Regions from separate parts of the Sus scrofa genome. Here region 2 is linked to region 1. A link is a contact called in public HiChIP or PLAC-seq data. All regions are on one chromosome and are shown on one strand. Each heading gives the region's core, a stretch centred on a gene start, on an enhancer-like site or on the middle of the called end of the contact. The rest is flanking DNA. Distances are from core to core; before and after follow the strand shown.

Evidence for each region. HiChIP or PLAC-seq counts read pairs in DNA pulled down with a chosen protein or histone mark.
Region 2: an H3K27ac HiChIP or PLAC-seq map of alveolar macrophages shows a contact between it and region 1. The contact joins the promoter of TMEM161B here to the promoter of CCNH in region 1. A contact is called at or near these places in 1 of 5 promoter capture datasets (liver), 2 of 47 Hi-C or Micro-C datasets (heart right ventricle and liver) and 1 of 2 datasets of contacts at active chromatin or transcription factors (alveolar macrophages).

Annotation. Positions count from the first base shown.
Region 1 is chr2:95,014,344-95,019,915 of Sscrofa11.1, reverse strand. CCNH (cyclin H) reads left to right here and starts at 1,425. Exons shown (of 9, transcript NM_001166313.1): 1 at 1,425-1,541; 2 at 3,576-3,698. The coding sequence starts at 1,425.
Region 2 is chr2:95,697,715-95,703,627 of Sscrofa11.1, reverse strand. It overlaps TMEM161B (transmembrane protein 161B), which reads left to right and starts at 3,053. Exons shown (of 12, transcript XM_003123774.5): 1 at 3,053-3,203. The coding sequence starts at 3,201.

The DNA.
Region 1 (5,572 bases), core at 176-2,675:
CTCTTTGGATGCTCACAAACCATTGGACTCATAACTTGCCGTATCCTTCCTTAACATCAGCACATTTTCTTTTTTCTCTTTTTCCCTCTTTTCTTAGCCAATGTACTACTCAACTTACTAACTTATGTTCAAGGAGTGTCTGGATCTCCGGTTATAAACTACAAATGGTGTGAGTTCAAGAAATTCAAATAACTGTAAAAGTCTACCTTCAACTGCACCCACCCAAACAAAACAAAAAAGGGGGGAAAAAAACTCTCTCTTTCATAAGGCTTTAAAAATATTTTCATTGAAAGCAGAGTTAGAGATACCATGAAACCTCTTTTTACCTATAGACCTTTTCAACTTTCTGAATCTCACTATCTTTATGTGCTTTTTTAATGTTTATTTTTAGGAAAACAACTTACAGTAAGTAAATCCATCCTTTCTAACACAATGTATGATGCACAGGAGAAGGTATGCCTAAATGGGACAAATATAAAATCAGTAAAGACTTTTATGTGATCAATGTAAATTCTGTATCTCAAAAACAATTTTGAAAGCATTAGTTTTACATATATATAGATAGATATAAAATCTTAAGTTTAATAACAGCTTGTTGTAAGGCTCCCTTGAGGGCAATAATAAAGATGGGAATCTCAAGAAAACCCTAAAATTACCACTACCATACATTGTGGCCTCAGAGATGGAAATGGGGGAGAGGATTGGCTAGTCATCAACAGAAGCAGAAGAAAAAAGGCACAGAAAATAATAGAAAGGGACACATACGTGTCACAACAGTGAAGGACAATACTCCTGCACTGCTTCTAGTTTTCCAATTAGCGCCCCAGACGTTCTTCCTTAAAACGGAAGGAAGGAATGCTTCTGCCCTAGGACCTTGACTGTTCCATCTGTTCCAATATCACCCGCTACATGATTGGTACTTCCGCGACTCTTTCAAGTCCTTGCTCAAATGTCACCTCAGTGAGACCTCCTCTGAACATTCTATTTAAAAGGTGACACCCTCTCACGTCCTTTCCACACTTCACTTATCCCACGTGAATTGCTTATGTTAGCTTCAACATAGCCACAAATTATTCCCTTTTGGACACCCTGCCTGTCGCTTCTCCTTTAAATCTTGTGGGGAAGGGCGGAGCTAGGACCGAGGCTAAAAGCGAGGAGGAGCCTTCTACAGGCTACGCCTACTTGCGTCGTGGGCAGCGGGCCAGCGATCCCGCGCGGAGACATTCTTCTCCTCTTCCGCTCCGGAAGCGCGACTGCGGAGGGGATTACCACGTGACCTTGACGTCAACGCGCCCGCGCCAGGCGGACCTGATTCCCTCGGCTTCCCAGGGGTCTTGGTTTGTGGCTTATCTGCTTTCCACTCTGGTGCGGCGCAGTTCGCGGTCCTCGCTCAAGGCCCTCTGGGCCTGGCCTCCAACTTAAGTATGTACCACAATAGTAGCCAGAAGCGGCACTGGACTTTCGCCAGTGAGGAGCAGCTAGCCCGGTTGCGGGCCGACGCCAACCGCAAATTCAGATGCAAAGCAGTGGCGAATGGGAAGGTAAGAGCTCCCGCTGCCGGCCCCTTACCTAGGTCTCTACGAGCTCTAGCCCGTCCCCCTCCGCCAGGACTCCCTGCACACCTTCTTCCTACCTGCCCCTGCCTTCTCAGTGCAGAGTGCGTTTATTTAGTAAACGACGAGCACTCTGCCGGATGCTCTGGGTTAGGGACAGACGAAACTATCCATCTTACAGTCAAGTGAAGGAAAGATAAAAAAGCAGTAACGGCAAAGAATACACTTTGTAGGATGCTAATATAATGAGGGGAGGGACTTTTCTCATCAGCTGTTGTGGAGAAGATGGGGGAAGGACCTTCCAGGTGGACAGAGCCACAAGTGCAAAGTAGAAGGTCAGTAATTGCAGGGCTGGTCCGTGGAACGCTCATGGTTCTGTGTGGCGGAAGCTGAGTACCTGTGCATGAAAGGCTGGAGAAGGTAGACAGGGGACTCGTAAATGGAAGTAAAGAGTTTAAAGTTTGTGAAATTTTATATTGGAAATTAACCCTGTTAGATTCTGTTGTAGAACGAGCTTTCTGGGAAAGAATGGATTGATTGGATGGGGCATGGTGGAGGCAGGGGGACAAGAGACCGTTAGCATGAACCAGTTGACCAGACAGAGATGGTTTGGACTGTGGCCTGCCAGCCACGTCCTTCCTGTTCTCCTTCCTCTTCGGTTTAATCTTTGCTCACAAGCTCCAAAAAAACACCACCATCCATTCTAGCTTCTGTGTCAGACCTGTTTTGATTCTGAGTACTGAGGTACCTTTACCTATAATTCACAACTTACTTCATATCACTTTGTGCTGCACAAAGTAATACATATTGTGCAAAATTCAAGTATTTAGTATGTGTGAGCTCATACAGCCCTCACAACTACTCCATGAGGTAGATACTGTTGTTTTCCTTGCTTTACATCTGAGGAAACTGAGGTACAGAGAGGTTGAATAACTTCTCAGGCTATATGCTAATAAGTGACAGAGCCAGGATTTGAACCCCTGGAATCTCGTTCCAGCATTCCTTCAGTAAACCACAAGGCTGTGCTGTCTTTAAAGTTAGAACCTGTGTTAGTTGCTTAGGACTGCTCTTAAAAAATTTACCACAAACTGGGTGCATTAAAACAGAAATTCATTGTCTAAAACAATGGAGGATAGAAGTCTGAGGTTCTGGAGGCTAGAAATCTGAGGTCAAGGTGTTAGCCAAGTGGTAATCTCTGTGGCTTCTAGGAAGGATCCTTCCTTTCCTCTTCCAGCTTCTGATAACCCGGGTGTACCTTTGCTTGCAGCAGCTAACTCCAATCTTTACATCCATCTTTACAAAATGTTCTCCATGTGTCTCTGTGCCCTCACATATTCTACTTATAAAGATACCAATCATACTGGATTAGGAGCCCATTCTACTTCAGTGTGACGTCATCTTAACTAATTAAATCTGCAGAGATCTTATTTCCTCACCTTCTGAGGTACTGGGGGCTAGAAATCAACACTTTTTTTGGCAGTCCTAATTAAACTCTTAATAGCATTAAATGAATATTTGTTGTAAATGTGTAGTGTTTATTAACTATCAAGTATAGTCTGTAGAGATTTTACAAAGGTAGGAAAGAGATAAAGTGTTAAGGATCAGAATTATCCTTGTGACACTTGTTGATTTTTACTCAAACCCGTGTGATTTAATAACTGACTGAGGGATATTGAAAGTTTTCCAGCCATTGACAGTATATCTTTATTGATTTATAAATAATGACATCAAACCTATGAACATATACACATGCTCCTCATGATTGCTTGTACCTTAGTGAGGCAGATATTCAGCTGACATACTGAGAAAATATGCAGTTATGGTGTAGTTTATTAAATATTTTCTTAAAAGCTATTTTGTGTAATATTAGCAATTTTCTGATAAAGGAAAAATATGGTATATTTCCTTTTGGTTGGATCTCTAAACTAAATTTAATCTGGACAAAGAAAAATATTTTAAGATTAAAAAATTTTTTAAGATTATCTAATTCATTACATTTTTATTCTAATTTTTGATTCAAAGGTTCTTCCAAATGACCCAATCTTTCTTGAGCCTCATGAAGAAATGATACTCTGCAAATACTATGAGAAAAGATTATTGGAATTCTGTTCAGTGTTTAAGCCAGCAATGCCAAGGTCTGTTGTGGTAAGTTATTGTAGTGGTGAAGTATAATGTCATTTAGCTAATTTCTGAAATCTGATCAATTATATTTAATTCTTATCTACTTTCCTCCAAAATATACTTTTGTTATATAAATATATAATTTATGTATTTAAGTTTTTGTCACATACATTTTTCATAAATGCCTTAAATTATGAACTCCTATGTTGTATCTCTCAGAAGTGTTTCAAGAATCATTTCATATCAAAAGAATTTTAAGGCCTGATACATAGATCATGATATCCTCATTTTATAGAAAAAGAAAAAATCAAATTACTTTCCCTCCAGATTCTCAATTAGTGAGCATTATAACTCCTACCTTATGGTCCCATGGACTAGTGCTTTTTAAACTCTTCACACACATGTGAAATAATGCATTTATTCATCATCTGTAATCCTATGCCCCAGCCAAAAGTCATGCTGTAATTTTTTAAACCTTGAGTAGTAGAAACTGGAGGTTTACTTTTGGGTGAAACTTGTCTTGTGGCTGTTTCACATGTATGGTTCTGAGCACTGTGTGTGTGCGTGTGTGTACGTACTCTGATGGGGTAATGGTGAGGAGAAACATGTAGTTAGAACTTTTTGCTATGTGGATTTACAAACACTGCCCTTCTAATTGTTCACCTTGTATGTTTTTATTGATAGAAATTTAAATTTAAACGCCTATAAGATAAAAAAAGAGATATATAAAATATTTTTTCTTATTATCACACAGTTTTGTTGTGAAGGTCAAATATGAAAGTCTTAAGTGAAAGTCATACTTTTTCAAGTTATACAGCGTGAATAATTTATGGTCCAATAGAGAATAACCCCCGAAGAAATAATCTCCATTTTTATAGTTGGGGAAAAAAAAAAAAACCTGAAGTATGTTGAAGATAGCAAGTCTGAAAGTATTCATAATGTTTTCTTTTTTTACTGCACCTTCATCTGAGAGGTCAGATTCATGAAGAATTTTATATGCACTTTCTTAGTTCCTGTCTCCAGATTTGGTCCTAGCTTTTTCTGATAAGAGAACTATAACATGAAGCGGTAGGTTTAAGTGATCTTTTCAGATAAACGAAATCCTTGAATGAACTTCTTTGTTGAATTTGTCTTTATATACAACTTGTTTATTTATAACTGCTAGTTTTGGTTTTTGTTTAACACAAAATGACAAAACTAAACTTTTGAAATATTTTAAGAGAGGAATTCCCTAGTGGCTCAGCAGGTTAAGTATCCAGTGTTGTCACTGCTGTGGCTCTGGTTACTGATGTGCCACAGGTTTAAACCTGGATTAGGAACTTCAATATGCTGCAGGGGTGGTCAAAAAAAATTTTTTTTAATAAATGTTTTTTTCATCCTAAAATAGGTAACATTGGTTCTAGCCAAATGACATAATGGTTAAAAATATACGCAGATCTTGGATGAAACCATTCCTGTCCCTTGTGAGATGTGTGACCTTGAGCAAGTCAGCCTTATTGATATTCAGTTTCCTTCTCTGTAGAGATAGAGGTACTTCACCAAGTTGTTATAAGAATTAAAATAAGATGTCAGTGTTGTACGTAGCACAGAGTCTGGCATGCGGTATGCTCTCAGTACATGGTAGATGCTGAGCAGAGATTGGTTATATCAGAGATTGGTTATATCATGGATCCAGAGTGGATTTAGAGAGAAGGCTTATTGCCCCAACCCTATTATTCCATCAGTATTTTACAGGATTGACTGCTTAAGCTGTGATCATATGTATAAATTATGCAAATATATGTAATTATATAAAATTCCCACACTTTTTAATTAAGCCACTGATCTCAGGAGGGATAACCTAGGGTGGGTGGAGAAGGACAACAAAGGGTCTTTGGCTGTGGTGTTTCTGTTGTAAT
Region 2 (5,913 bases), core at 1,804-4,303, 680 kb before region 1:
TTTGTGTAAAATATGCAGGAGTTTTTCCACCAATTAGTTAGACATGCAGTCTTAGATATAACTATAATAATAAAGAAAAGGTTCAGAGGACTGCTACTGACCTATAAAAGGTTGCAGTATACTTCTGAAGAAAATGTTTGTATGTTTTCCCAAATCAGGAAGGCAAGAGTCATATAGGTAGATGTTACAAAGCTTTTTAGGGGGAAAGAAAAAAGTGGCTTTCATCTATTCTTAAGCAAAAAAATAAATTTTAAAAAATTCCCCTCTTAAACAAAGGTTGTTTTAGAGTGGTAATTCTAGTAATGATGATTGATATATATTTTGGTTACTTCCTTTTTTTCTCTTTGTTCTACACTGAGGACTTTTTTTTATCAAAGCAATCATACCATTCACATTTTCCATTAGAAAGACTAATCTAAGGGCTTTCTAAAAATAGGTATATAGGGGAGTTCCTGGTCGGTCATGGTGCAGAGGAAACAAATCTGACAAGGAACCATGAGGTTGTGGGTTCCATCCCTGGCCTTGCTCAGTGGGTTAACGATGCGGCGTTGCCATTAGCTGTGGTGTAGGTCGCAGATGCGGCTTGGATCTGGTGTTGCTGTGGCTCTGGTGTAGGCCGGCAGCAACAGCTCCGATTAGATGCCTAACCTGGGAACCTCCATATGCCGAGGGTGCGGCCCTAAAAACACACACACACACACAAAATTAAAAATAGGTAGATAATATTCCACTAAGTATACATGATAGAATTTGCCCAGTCTCTAATTGCTAAAGATTTTTCCTAATTTTTTACCATTATAAGTATTCCTTCAACTGACTTTTCTGTCCGTAAATCATTTTTAGGGTAGTTTAACTCAAGTGATTTTGTCCACAACATTCATTTAAATTGTATTTTTCAAGGGGAAGATGGTGGGCAACACAAAAAAGGTCCTGCTCTCCAGGTATTTAGGTCTAATTAAGTAAACATTATACACTGTAGAAGGAGGGATTACAAATGCATTTTATAAGAAAGTAGAATTATGTTTATTAAAGGTAAGAGGAAATTTCTTAGAGAAGCTATCTGGGAAATATTATGCAAAAAATATGGCGCTAGACTTTGGAAAACTGACAAGTCTTAACGGTTGAAAATGTTCCAGGTAGGTATAGGTGTTAAAGGAGAGGGTAATTATTTGTTGCTTTTCTTAAGTAATGGAAATAGGTAAATTCCTCTACTTCCAGGCATGTAACCTTATACGTTATACTTATTCTGATTTAAAAAAACTAGGAGATGCTGCCTTAAAACATATAGTGTATGCATTTTAATCTTTAAAAAACATTACTTATATAATGGATTTTTCATTGTAATATAAATAGGAACATTAAAGGATACTAACCAAGAGTTATTTATCAACTTGCCATACACTAAATAAGGAACATAGAACCCCATGATCTATTAAAAATGATTAGCAGATAACTGATTTCCTTCCCTGGTTTTACTGTGGCAGGAATGGATTCTAATAATTTGAATACTAGTGTCACATAGAAGGAGCTATTTTGTGAACCTCAATGATTCTGCCAAATTTAGGACAGAGATAAGAACCACAGTGTAAGAAATGAAAAGAGTAAGACTTCACAGGATGTGTGGTCACTGACAGACTGATAGCCATTTTCCTTCTCCACCTTTTCTTCCTCAAGGATAGCAACTGCTTTCCAATGATACACTAGCAGCCAGCTCCAATCTCTCTCTACCATACTTAGAATTTGCAGATGCCCTGGGGCATGTTTACAAACTTGTGCCATCCAGCACAAAGTAGTACCTTCGGGGAAGTTCTGGATTCATCTTCAATAGGATTTGTTTCACAAAACAGATCCCCCAATAAACACAATTTAAGTAAAAATAACTCACACTCCCAGTCTCTATTCCTCTTTCTAAAATAAAGTAATTGGCCAGTGCATGCTTCTTTGGGATGGCTCAGAACTCTGATTCCTAGGGTTTTAAGACCATCTTATAGCTTGGATATCACCTATCCAGGTACTCTGGTAAGGAGCATGAAACTTAACATCTCTAACCACCCCTGTCAACTCAACTTTCTTAAACTCTTTTGAAGCTTTCTAGTTTCCCATCCCAATTCCAGCTTTACGGCAGAACCAGACCCAATAGTAAAAAGAAATTCCACCGATTAAACTGCAGATATAGTCACGACTTAAGCAAGGATCCTCAGGTTGCGAGATGAATTTCTGGGTTATAGGTATTTTGTATAGCTATTTCAAGCCTGCCTCTAGTCCTATGTATAGCCAAATAAAAAGAGAGGTGACAGGTACATAAAACGGAAATGCCTTTTGGAAAAAACAACACAAATTTGGGAGCTATACAGGGTTTTGATATTTTTCCATCTAATTATATACATTATATACATAATATATATATTTAAGCTAAAAGGAAACCGTCCTCAATGGCATGTATTAAACAGGCAGAATTTTCTTCCCGATTTCTTAGCTCTAGGTAGATGTCTTTCTGGTTTCAGCTGATATCTGTGAATAGTGAAGAAACTTCTCATGATCAAATTCCACTGCCCTGAGGAAGGGTAGAGCCGGAGGACCCTTTAAAGCAGGGAGCAGAGACGACAGAGGAACAGGTCTGTGGGGATCCAGAAAGTCTTCAAGGATAGCCAGAAAAATGAGAAGGTGAAAAGAGAAAGAGCGTAGCTGGGCTGAAGAAATCACTGCATTGTCTCAGTAATAGCGCGCCTGTGGTTTCCTCCCGCTCTATATCCTCTGGATCTGGGTCGGCTCCCAACCATGCACCAACCTGAACTGCTTTTCCAGGATGAGGGAGCGCTCTTGCCCAACCCACCCAACCTACCTCGAGGATCCTCGCAGACGCTACAGTGGCGCACCGCCCACCCGCCCACCTACCTGTGCTGCGCCTGCGCCTCCCCCACGCACTCTCAAGGTCAGTACCACCCCCAGCCTCTATCCTGGCACCCACGGAAATGGCAATAGAGGACGTCCTGCGTATCCTCACCTCTGCGTGGCGTGGGGTCGCCGGCGTTCAGGAGATGGGAGGGACTTCCTGTCCCGCGCAAGAGGAGCTTCCGGCAGAGCCGGAAGACCTTCTCCTTCGCGGTGTCGAGTGGATCCCGGCTGCGGAGTGGGGAGGGGAGGTCTGGGCCGGTCCCGGCGACTCCAGCGCCTCTGGTCCACGACCTGTCCTTGGAGCCATGGTGAGTCCTTCTCTGAGGGCTGGATTTACCACAGTGGGGAGGAAAGGGCTGGAAGTTCAGGCTGTGAAGGTAGCCGGTCCGGTGTTGAGCTGGGGATGAAGCGGGCGGGCGCTATGTGGTGAGCAGTAGGGCAGGACATACTCTCTGCTCTGGAGCTCCGGGACCTCTCAGGAAGCAGTGTCTGTCCAGCCCAACCGCGAGCTCTGTCCAGGAGTACGGGATAGGTAGAATGTTCACGGCCCATTCACTGCGGACGGCCGGTGGAGCCAGGTGGTCCCAGAGTTGACCTTGCCCTGTTGATCAGCTCTTTTCTCTCTTCACCTGCAGGGCGGTGGCCAAGAACTTGAGATCTTAAAGTGACTTAAGCCTTTCCAGGTGGACACAACAGATCCCATTGTAGAGGATCAACACCTGTCACTTACAAAAAGAAAAAAAACCCGAAAAAACGAAAACAAAAATGGCATATAACTGAGCCCATTTGCAACTGGATAAGGTGTCAAAAAATCTGGACTTAATAGAGGGTCTTTATTGGAAAGGAATGTTGTAAGGGCATGGAGGAGGGAACTATGGCGTCGAGAGGATGCCTTTACCATGAATAAGATCTGCAAGAGTCACAAAGTTTAGGCAGAAGTGTTATTTATTTATTTATTATTTTCAGGAGTAGGAAACAAGGATAGGAAGAAATGTGGGGAAGTGAGATGAAGGGGTGGTGTGACTGGACTGTAAATAAGGGTAAGTTTTACTTTCGGGCTAACCTGTTCTGAGGAAAAACTATTGAGGAATTGTATCATGATTCAGACTGAGCGACGGCCAAAGTTCAGGAACCTGGGGGAAGAGATTTTAGAATTTGAGTAACATTTGTTTCAGTTGTTCTGTGGGGACAAGCAGTTCAACTAATCATTTTTGAAAGAAAGAGTGGGAATTTGCAGTAGCTATGTCTGACCTTGTTGTAGGTGTACGGGGGGTGGGTAATTCCTGAGTTTTGCTTTCCTAAGTCCTCTGGGGACCCTTGGTTCTTTGCATAAACCATTTCCAAAACACAGAGTGGCTGGTGGTGGTGAGGTTTCTTAACCTTTGCTGTTTTGCAATATCATGGGGATCCAGGAATGTTCCAAATTGACAGTTAATAGCTGTATAAAAGATTTCACATCCTCATCTGGAGAATATTCTGTCTTGTAGTTTAGCTTCAGTCTTCCATATTTTTTCAGGACCAAATGTTGACATTGTTCAGCTACTGCGATGATTGACATTTGAATGACTTGTAGAAACTTAACTGACTGAAACCAAAGAACTTGGAAGTAATATGGTTCCTGGTGCACTCTACCAGCTCTTTTGGGAACTAGTGTGTGTATATGTTTCTTTAAATCTCAGTGAACAGTACAATTTGTAATTTTAAAGAGTTTTTTCTCCTTTTGTATCAATAAAATTAGACAAAGGTAAGGAGTAGTAGAACTTGGAGGAACTAAAAATAATAACTAGCTTAACTACCTGCCTCCCTCTTTTCACTCCAGTTGTGTTCAGAGGGAAGAATCTGAGGTCTAGAAATAGGCAGTGATTTACAATACTTTGGCACAGTTTGAACTTTAACTCAGATCTCCAGTTCTTAAATTTAAGCTCAGTTTTTAATATCTTGATTTGAAAAGTTGAAGATAGGCCGTAATTAAAATCTAAAGAAATGTTGATTGTTAACAAAGAAGCTGAACATGAACTTGTCGTCTGTATTCTGTAGTAATAGAAGTAGAACCCCCGTCCCTCTGCCAGCTCAAAAAAGGTAGTTTTGTTTTAAGCTAAAGTAATCTCATGATATTTATCAAAATGTTACTTAAGAGAATGTCACCTGTAGAGTTATCACCAGGAGCTGCATAGGTTGACTCTTTCCATTTTGTTACTGCTTATATTTCTGAGTTACTAAATGCCTGGCTTCAACTTTCCCAATTATGAAATTGAGAATGTCTGTATATGCAAGTGTAGTCATTGACCGGAATCAGAAAGGGTTTAGCTATTAAATGAGGTGAACAGGGGTTGAATTTATTTAGGATTCAGCTTAGTTGAGATCTTGCACACTGCTTGAACCCAATGATATAATGAAAAGAATGCAGTACTTGAACTCAGAAAGCCCAGATTCTCCCCATTATTAGTTATGTGAATTTGGCAAAATCACTCAACTTAGATAAGGATTCCAGTTTCCTTCTATATAAGAGAAGTGGAACTTGGTGAGAATTAAAACACCTTTTAACTCTTATATTTATGATTCTATGACTTCATTGAGGACTTTTGTAGAATTTTCAGAAGGTTTCTGATTAAGTAAAATTGAGTTTGATTCCACTGTCCCCCACTGCCCCCACATTTCTCAAGTCTGATTTATTTTAAAAAAATCATTCATTTTTAAATATACCAGGTAATACTTGGAATCTTTGTCAGTGTTTGGTCAGGTATTTTATTACTGCCTTAAATACTATCTCAAAATGGAAAGCAAAGGCTTTTTTGTTTTACACTTTGATTTTATTTTTGTTTTAATCGATGTAAACTCATGATCTAGCTAAAAATACTGAGTATTCACTCTCAGTGTTTGTTTTTGTGTTGTGAGAATGGATAGTCCATAGAAAACTTACCAAAGAAGTATAACTGTTTATTATATACTTTTCTTTTTGAAAATTATAATCCAACTTTAATCAAACAGATCTTTCCATCATTTAGGCTGATTTGTGGG